Regions from separate parts of the Oryctolagus cuniculus genome. Here regions 2 and 3 are each linked to region 1. The links are chromatin contacts, called in public Micro-C maps. All regions are on one chromosome and are shown on one strand. The core of a region is the stretch at or near the end of the contact, and the rest is flanking DNA. Distances in the headings are between cores, read along the strand shown. Region 1 holds the start of GAS1 (growth arrest specific 1). Region 2 has its middle 53 kb from the start of TUT7. Region 3 has its middle 110 kb from the start of TUT7.

The links. A called contact is a pair of places that touch in the nucleus more often than the background predicts.
Region 2: a Micro-C map of ear pinna shows a contact between it and region 1, with 5 times the contacts expected there. The contact joins the enhancer-like site here to the promoter of GAS1 in region 1. A contact is called at or near these places in 2 of 6 Hi-C or Micro-C datasets (ear pinna and psoas muscle).
Region 3: a contact with region 1 is called in a Micro-C map of ear pinna, with 4 times the contacts expected there. The contact joins the enhancer-like site here to the promoter of GAS1 in region 1. A contact is called at or near these places in 2 of 6 Hi-C or Micro-C datasets (ear pinna and psoas muscle).

What each region holds. Positions count from the first base shown.
Region 1 is chr1:143,740,198-143,743,280 of mOryCun1.1, reverse strand. It overlaps GAS1 (growth arrest specific 1), which reads right to left and starts at 1,516. Exons shown (of 1, transcript XM_070065873.1): 1 at 1-1,516. The coding sequence starts at 576.
Region 2 is chr1:144,181,059-144,184,141 of mOryCun1.1, reverse strand. No RefSeq gene overlaps it. Among named protein-coding and RNA genes, the nearest start is that of TUT7, 53 kb to the left of the region's middle. Within about 2 kb of position 1,416, at least 4 of the 8 cell types and tissues checked have an H3K27ac peak or open chromatin away from gene starts, as enhancers often do. A contact at or near this core is called in ear pinna, where this site is marked.
Region 3 is chr1:144,126,673-144,129,755 of mOryCun1.1, reverse strand. No RefSeq gene overlaps it. Among named protein-coding and RNA genes, the nearest start is that of TUT7, 110 kb to the left of the region's middle. Within about 2 kb of position 1,660, at least 1 of the 8 cell types and tissues checked has an H3K27ac peak or open chromatin away from gene starts, as enhancers often do. A contact at or near this core is called in ear pinna, where this site is marked.

The DNA.
Region 1 (3,083 bases), core at 267-2,766:
GAGCTTGCCGCAGTAGGTCAGGTAGCGGCCCAGCGCCAGGTTGCAGCGGCTGTCGCGGTCGCAGCGCCGCCGGGCTTCGGTGCAGCCCATGACCCCGCCCGCGCCCCCGCCGCCCGCGCCGCCCGCGCCCCCGCCTCCGCCGCCGCTACCGCTCGTCCGGGGCAGGCAGGGCTCAATGGCGCGCTTGGTGGACTTGCAGTTCTCGTCCTGCGCGCAGTCACAGTCCTCCAGGGCGGGCCCTCGGCGCGTGTGGTTGAGCTGAATGAGCGCCGAGATGCAGTGGCTCGGGCAGCGCCAGCGCGGCGAGGCCGGGAAAGCAGCGGCGGCGGCAGCGGCGGCTGCTGCCCCCGGCGCGTCGCCCCCGCCGCGCTGCGCCAGCACCGGCGCGCACGCCTCGGCGTACTGGCTGTAGGCGTAGCTGCACTCCGGCTCCCCTTGGCACTGCAGCAGCGCCTGCCAGCAGATGAGGCGGCGGCCGTGCGCCAGCCCCGAGCCCAGCAGCTGCAGCAGCGCCATCAGGCACAGCCAGGCGCCCGGCACGGTCACCGCGCCGCCGCCCAGCAGCGCGGCCACCATCGCGGGCAGCGGCGGCCGCCGCCGCCGGGCGAGAAGCAGCGGAAGGGAGACGAGGCGCGCGGCGCGGCGTTCGCGGAGCCGGAGGGAAAGTTTGCCCGGGTCCTGCGCACTCCGGGCATGGGTGTCCTCATAAATCCATGCGCGCCGCGCCGCTGGCCGCTGCCCCGCCGGCGGCGCACAAGGGCGGCTGGCGCCCCGGGGCTGCGGAGGGGGCTTCCCGGAGCTGCAGAGTCGCTGAGATCTGGGGTCCGGCTCCCCGACCCGAGAGCCTTCCGGCACGACGGCGGCGACCCCCGGCGCTGGCGGGCGGCGCTCAGTGCCGCCCCGGGGGGCTGCAGGCCGCGGGGCCGCGGCGGGGCCGCAGGACCGCGCGGCGCCGCGGGTGCATTCTGCTCGGCCCCTGCTTGCAGATCCGTTCGTCGTGCGGCCGGCGGCGCCCGCGCCCGGCTGCTTCCTCCCGCGCGGCTCAGTACGGCTTCTCCCCCGCCGCTGCCGGCTCGGCGGGGCCTCGCATCGCGCGCGGGCTCTCCCGGGTTCGGCGTCCGGGCGCTGCCCGCCTTCCCGCGGCCCGGGCCGCCGCGCGTCCCCTCCCCCTCCTCCGCCCGCAGCGACGACCCCCGGGCTGGGGGCGGGAGGCCGAGCTCCCGGAGGGGCGCGGGCCGCACGGAGAAGCTCGCTCGGCGCGGCCGGAGCGCGCGGCTCCCGGGCTGGCGGCGGCGGCGGCGGCGGCGGCGGAGCGGATCCGCTGAGCCCAGCTGCGGATTCCGGAGCGAGCGAGGCTTTAAATACAAAAGTGGGCCGGGAGCCCCCGCGTGGTGCCGCGGTGCCCCCTCATTATGCATGCATGGAAAAGCAAACAAACAAAAACATTAGCAACGCTCCTCCGCTCGCCGGCCCCGGGCCCGCGCGCTCTCGGCCGGCCCGCTTTCTCCTTTCTCCGCTCTCGGCGCGCCCTTCGCTCGGCCCCCTTTCCCGGCTCTTCGCGATGCCATTGGTCCTGGCCGGTGTTGTTGAAACTTTTTTTTTTTTTTTTTTTTTTTTTTTACGAGCCGCTGGAGTGGGGCTGCGGGTGGGGGAGGGTGGGAGGGCGGTGGGCAGCTCACATTCAGGCATTCAGGGCTTGAAAGGCCGGCCCCGGAGCCCCGCCGCGGCCCGGCGGCTCCTCCTCCTTAAGGAGGCGCGGGGTGAGCCCCCCCCCCCACTCCGCACGCTCTCTACCCACAGCCGGGGGTTCGGGGCCGCCGGCTGCGGGCGTCCGGCTCAGCCCGGGACCCTTTTTGTCTGTTCAGATCTTAAGTTGTTTTTTAATCGTTGATAGCCACCACCACCCCCCATTTGTGTCCCCTCCACCAGCTTTAGGTCCCTTGTGTTTTTTGAGGAGGTTGGGGGGCGTCGAGAGCGCAGAGGGGCGCACCCCCTTTTTTGGGGGGACCAGGTCGGGGGACACGCGCGCGTAGGACGCGCAGCTCCCCCTCCCCTGCTCCGGCGCTCGCACCCAAGCGTTGGGTTTCGGATTGCAGGAGAGAAAGCCAAGCCCAGGGCGTCTTTCGGAGGAAGGAACAGGACGACCCGCACCGCCAGGGCGAGGCTAGTGGCAGCCCCCGACCTGGAGCGATGCAGGGCCGGGGGCCCCCGCAGCCGGGACCGCCCCCGCGTGCTCCGTGCGGCCGATCCCGGGCGCTACCTTAACGCGGGCGCAACGCGGGCCCCGGCCGCCAGAGGCAGCGGACGTCTGCGGCCTGTCAAACGCGGGCGCCCCCTCCCCTCTCCGTGGAGAGACTCTCAACTCCATCTGTCACCAGCGTGCAGGCGCGGCCCCGAGCTCTGGCGCGCTCTCCCCGGACGCCAAGGGAATTCCAAGAGGCAGAAGTCAGAGCCGGGGCTGCTGCCTGCCTCGGGGGCGCTGGGTCCCCCCGCCCTGAGCTAAGCCTTAAAACACAGCCAGGCTGCAGTTAGGGGAGCACCCCCACAACCCTCACCCGGATCTCGCTCTGATTTGAGCCTCGGAGAAGCACGCCACGGGTAAATCCACATGTTCCAAATAAATAAAATAAAATAAAATAACACGAAGGGGGTCTCCCAAAAGTTGGTGGGCAATGAGATAACAATGTATGGTAGTGCCAAAAAAATTGCGAAATCCACGCATCCAGGGAGGGCGTCTTCTACACATTCGTGCAAAATGCACGTTAGGAAACCAGCCTAAATGCACCTTTTAATGCCATCTATTTTCAAATGCTCCCCGAGGTAAAGGATGCAACCATGTGGTCCATCAAACCAACACACGCCCCCCTCCCTTGGCTGGGGGTGCGGGGGGACCTGGGAGGCCTCCGCTGGCGGGGTTCTAGGCCCTGTGATCCTTAATGCGGCGTGATTCGGGCTCGCCAGCAGTGGCATCCTTAAGGTAACGCTTGTCGAGTTGTTTCCCACAGCGGGGCTCAACCCTCGGCTGGCGCCTGCAAACCTAGAGTTTCCCATCCGCGGCCACTGGAGGGGGGCGTGGCCGGGGA
Region 2 (3,083 bases), core at 167-2,666, 440 kb before region 1:
CTCAACCTTTGGTTCCCCAACTCAGAGGCAGAAACTCTCAACACAGATCTATTTAATAGTTACCTCCATTTTTCTTTTCTGTCAAATGAAAAGATGTCTATTTCACTCATATACGGTAAATTTTTTTTTTGCTTTTAAAGATTTATTTATTTACTTGAAAGGCAGAGTTACAGAGAGAGAGACAGAGAAAGAGAGAAAGTCAGAGAGAGAGAGAGAGAGAGAGGTCTTCTATCCACTAGTTCAATCCCCAAATGGCTGCAACGGCAGGAGCTGGGTTGATTCATATCCAGGGGCCAGGGGTTTCCTCCAGGTCTCCCATGTGGGTGCAGGGGCCCAAGCACTTGGGCCATTTCTGCTGCTTTCTGAGTTGCATTATCAGGGAGCTGGAATGGAAGCAGAGCAGCTGGACTCACACTGGTGCCCATATGGGATGCGGCGCTGGCGTTACCCACATACAGAGTCAGCCCCATATACAGTAAATTTTAAAACAGTCACAGCTCAATAAAACTATAGTAATACACATTCTTTTTTTTAAAAGATTTATTTTATTTATTTGAAAAAGTTATATAGAGAGGTAGAGACAGAGAGAGAGATCTTCCATCACTCCCCAGATGGCCTCAATGGCCAGAGCTGTGCCGATCAGAAGCCAGGAGCCAGGAGCTTCTTCCGGGTCTCTCACATGGGTGCGGGGGCCCAAGGACTTGGGCCATCTTGTACTGCTTTCCCAGGCCGTAGCAGAGATCTGGATGGGAAGTGGAGCAACCGGGACTCGAACCAGTGCCCGTATGGGATGCCCGCACAGCAGGCTGGGGCTAAAACCCACTGTGCCCTTGTGCATGCCCAGTAATACACCATTCTTAACAATTTGCTTGAAACAGACTTTAAGTTTGACCAAACACTCTATTTGCAGGAAAACTGATACATACAGGATTTTTTTTTTTTTGCTTTGGATTTTGGATTCTTTTTTAAATTTAGCTCCCACATATAAAGGAGAACTTGGGGTGTTTGTCTTATGTGTTTCACTTATTTCCTTCAACAGCATGAAGGACTTAGGCTTTTTTTTTTATTCTAGCTCATCAATGCGCTGTTTTGCTAAAGGGTCATGGAAGTCTCTGGTTAGGATTTACTTTAAAAAACTTCACCGTCCTTGTATTTCTTGGTTGTTAGAGAATGCAATCTAGCTTTCTCTAGTGCTGAAGAGTAATTTATGTTTCTCAGGCCGACAGCTGGGAGGCCAAATTCATCTGCAATGCACTTCCAGCCAGCAGAGGGAGCACTGCCCTTACCCTGTGATGTCAGGGCTTGAACTGATAGGGTTTGCCTGGAAACTTCTCGGCTAGTCTGGATAACCAAGACTCCATTTGGTGCTGGGGAGAAAGGTGTCTGGGACTCTGACTTGGGTTCTTGGCCATCCAGATTCTATATAACGGAACCAGCCGAGTTCCAGATTTGTTTGCTTACCATGGGGGACTGCTGATGGCTGTGCAGGGACCGCTGTTCTGTGTTGCTCCCCACAGTGAGAAGTCATGCGACCAATTTGTACTAAGTCCACAAAGAGCTGACCTAAATAAACTCGCCCGCGGGATTAGATGCTGGCATCCGGGATCTCTTGTGCAACAGACTGAGTATTTCCGCATCCTTGGAAGCTTTTTGATGTGGCTGCTGGGCGGGCAGCTCGGATGTCTCCCTTCTCCCTGACTCAGCAGTCCCGTCTGGGGAGTCACCTCTGTCCACAGCTGACTCAGCAGACACGAGACTTCTCTGTTTCATGCTCTGCTAGGCCACAGCCCCACCCCTGCTTCTGCAAGAGTGGGTTATGCAACATTTTGTGCATCCTGTCACCATTGCATTCTCCCTATGTTTCCAATCACTGGTCCCCAGACTTGAGGGAGGATACTTTTCTTTGCTTGGAAATGGATGGCTTTGTAATACGAGAGGTCTTCACAAAGCACCTGGGGAATGCTTATTCTCAAAAAGTTGTGCATGGGGGGCCGGCACTGCGGGCGGGCCTGCAGTGCCGGCGTCCCATAGGGGCGCTGGTTTAGTCCTCGCTGCTCCACTTCCCATCCAGCTCTCTGCTATGGCCTGGAAAAGCAGTGGAAGATGGCCCAAGTGCTTGGGCCCCTGGGAGACTTGGAGGAAGCTCCTGATTCCTGGTTTCGGATCGGCACAGCTCTGGCGGTTGTGACCAATTGGGGAGTGAACCAGTGGATGGATGACCTCTCTCTCTCTCTCTCTGCCTTTCCTTCTCTCTCTGTGTAACTCTGATTTTCAAATAAATAAATAAATCTTAAAAAAGAAGTTATGCATGAGTCTCAACATTCATTTTTTGCACTCCAAAATAAACATATCTTTTAATTCCATTTTTCCCCCTGCAGTTTTTGAAGCACCCTTGTATTTACCCACCCGTCATTGCTGGCTTTTCTTTTGACTCAATTCTTTTGACACTTGCAGTTAGTCTTGTGATAGTTCTTTAATTTCTTGAATGGGTATTTGGATTGTTCTACTTCATTCAGGATTTTCTTTGTTTGCATCTTCTCTCTCCAGCTGCTTAATAGGAGTGAATGCTTGGGTGTGGAAATAACTTCTTTGAACTAGGATCCTGGTCTTTCCCATAAAAGTCAAGACTTCTTTTGTTTGCTTAAAGATGTTTTGGAGAAGAAACATGTAGGAATTCAGTGCCAACTAGCAATTCCCACTTTCCACCCTTTTGCTTTCTTAAAAGATTTATTTATTTGAAAGACAGAGTGATATGGAGAGAGGGAGGGAGGGATGGGAGGGGTAGAGGGGAAGAGAGAGAGAGAGAGAGAGAGAGAGAGAGAGATCTTCCATATGCTGGTTCGCTCCCCAAATGCCCACAGTGACTGGGGCTGGGCCAGGACAAAGCCAGGAGCCAGGAGCTCCATCAGAGCTCCTATGTGGGTGGCAGGGCCCCCAGTACTTGGGCCATCATCTGTTGCTTCCAAGGTGCACTAGCAGGGAGCTGTCTGAAGCAGAGTGCAGAGTAGCCGGGACCCTAACTGGCACTCCGATATGGGATGTGGGCATCCCAAATGCTGGCTTAACCTGCTGTGCCATGATGC
Region 3 (3,083 bases), core at 411-2,910, 390 kb before region 1:
AAACAGCAGCTGTTAAGAAGAGCTGCACAGACCTAACTTCTTCCAAGTGGAAAAGTTATGTACTTTAAAAAAAAATGAAGAAAGAGACATTGCTTATAATGAAACCCTTTGGACACTTTGATGTCTATTTAACGGAGTTAAACTTTCCCACGATGAGACAGTTCCCACTGAGTTAAAGCAGATAGAAGTGTTTACCTCCACATCGGTGTCGTCTTGCTCTTTCCTTGGAGAGCCATCCACAGAGATTTAGACAGCTATAGAAATGTCTTTGCCACAGGGAAACATATTGGAAAATAAACCAGACCCTGCCTAGCATTAAAATCAAGTGATGTGATATATCGTAGGGTGAGCGATTTTAAACACTTCTGTTAGGTCAGGCTCATTTTCTAGCCTAAGATGAAAATCCAAACATCACTAAGCCAATGTATAAGGATTGCTATACAAAACATATGTGAATAACATTATTTTTGGGAGAGATTATGGGCAGGCCCTTTCTTGTAAATATAATTATCTGGGATTATGGTTCAATTCCTGGCACTGTCAGTGAGGTTTAGGAGCTTTCCAGGGGCTGGGAGCTTTTGCTCTCTGTGGGCTGTAGCTCCCTTTTGATGGAGAGTGACAAGACAGGAAGCTAATGGGAGTGGGGATTTTTTTTTTTTAACTCTTCTTCCAGGTGTGAGATGCTTCCATAAGATCAGCATACAAAGACTCCTTCCCAGAGAAGGAAAAGTGATCAAAAATGAGCAAAACATTTGCAAATGTAGCCAAAAACTTGATCCGCATAGGCTTTGTGCACTGAAGTTCACTTCTGTTCCACAAGGTGGTGGTAAATAAATTCTTAAGGGGCCATGTGCATCAGAGGCAAGGAGGGGGAAAGGCGGGCTGAAAGCCTAGGCTGCAGGGACTGACGCTGGTGAATCTAGGGGAGACGCCTTTGGCCTTGGTCATGGGCAACACCCTGGGCAGATCCCTCCTCAACCCCCAGGAGGGCAAGGAAGGCAGAGGATGCTGTGTGGACAGCCCGCCCGCCCGCCAGGAGCATCCCACGTCCAACTGCAGCGGGACGAGGGTCTCGAGACAGGCAGTGCGTGATTTCTCTCTGCTGCAGCTGGGATGTTGTATTGAAGGCAGAGAGTACACAGGCCAATCCTGTTGGTTTTTAAGGCCAAAAATAGAAATTGATCATGAAGAAATTAAGGAGCACGGAGCTTAGAGTGAGTGGTTAGAGGATGGTCCAATGACCGTAACATGAGCTCACCTAGACAGAGAAATTCATGTACAAGTCAGAAACAGAATAGTCAAATAGTTAGATTAGAACTCTGTAAGATGTCAGTCTTTTTGGCTCTGTACATGGTCTGGATAAGTAGAAGCAGATGATGACATCATATTATGTTTTCCGACTCCACGGATGCTAGAACAGGAGAAACATGCAAGATTTGGGTTAGATGCAGAGACGCTTCTATTTATTTACTTGAAAGTCAGAGTTACACAAAGAGAGAGAAGGAGAGGCAGAGAGAGAGGTCTTCCATCCGCTGCTTAACTCTCCAGTTGGTCGCAACAGCCAGAGCTGGGCTGATATGAAGCCTGGAGCCAGGAGCTTCTTCCAGGTCTCCCATGCAGGTGCAGGGGCCCAAGGACTTGGGCCAGGAAGCTGATCCAAGTCCACTGTGTAGGTGGCAAGACCCCAGTTACTGGAACCATCACCACTGCCTCCCAGGGTCGGTGTTAGCAGGGAGCCATTGTGAAATGGGATGCAGGTGTGTTAACTGCTGGGCTGAATGCTTGTCCTTCATCCATTCTTATGTCATCTGCTAGAGATGGAACTGACAGTGGGAAACTGAAGCCCCGGCGCCAGTCTTCAAGCTGTAGCTCTGGCATGGAATCTCTGTTGGATTAGAAAATGTACCCCCTGAGGGAAGGTGCAGCTTCACGGGTGGTACCTGGATTGGCAGGAAGAGCAAGGGCTCCCCTACCTTCCTTCCCTCCCTCCCTTCTTCCCTTTGTTCCTTTTTTAGATTTACTCCATTATTGAAAGCAAGAGTAATAAAGAGGCCGGCGCCGCGGCTCACTAGGCTAATCCTCCGCCTTGCGGCGCCAGCACACCGGGTTCTAGTCCCAGTTGGGGCGCCGGATTCTGTCCCGGTTGCCCCTCTTCCAGGCCAGCTCTCTGCTGTGGCCCAGGAGTGCAGTGGAAGATGGCCCAAGTGCTTGGGCCCTGCACCCCATGGGAGACCAGGAGAAGCACCTGGCTCCTGCCTTCGGATCACCGCGGCGGCCATTGGAGGGTGAACCAACGGCAAAGGAAGACCTTTCTCTCTGTCTCTCTCTCTCACTGTCCACTCTGCCTGTCAAAAAAAAAAAAAAAAAGTAATAAAGAAAGAGACACGGTGTGTGTGTGGGAGAAATCTTCCATCTGCTGGTTCACTTCCCAGATGGCCACAATGGCTAGGGCTGCTCCAGGCCAAAGCCAGGAACCAGGAACTCCATCTGAGTCTCCCACCTGGGTAGCCGGGATCCAGGCACTTCCAACTGGTGCTCCAATGTGGGCTGCTGGCATCGTGGACAGTGGTGTAACCCACTGTTGACCTGCACCACCATGGGCTTTGTTTCTAAAGCCACTCATTCCCTCAGTGGGGCGTCCAGTAGAGTACACAATTTGCAACTTGCAGAGTGTATCTCTTCCCTCTTTACCCTGTCATACTTGGCTTCAGACAGTTAGATGAAACACTGAGCATTGGCAATGCCGGGCAGCAGTGATGCCGGGCAGAGACGTCATGGGTGGTTGCTGAGTGGATTAGGATGGGCGTTCCGGCATCTCTGTGGCCATGGAGCTTCCCCGTGTAGAGCATTAACAAAGAGGTCAGGAGCTCGGCACTGCTCTCGTTTGAGTGTTCCCTTTCCTTGGATGGGACCGCTCCGACCCTTATGAGAGCAATAATTACTTCTCATTTCAGGGGAGTGGAGCACAGTGTATAAATGGGTGGGGCACCCTGGTACCCACAGCTGTGCTCCTCCTGTGCCCACTGGGAAGCCTGGGTGAGAGGCAGCTGATCGGTGTTTTATTAGATCAGACAGATTCGCGT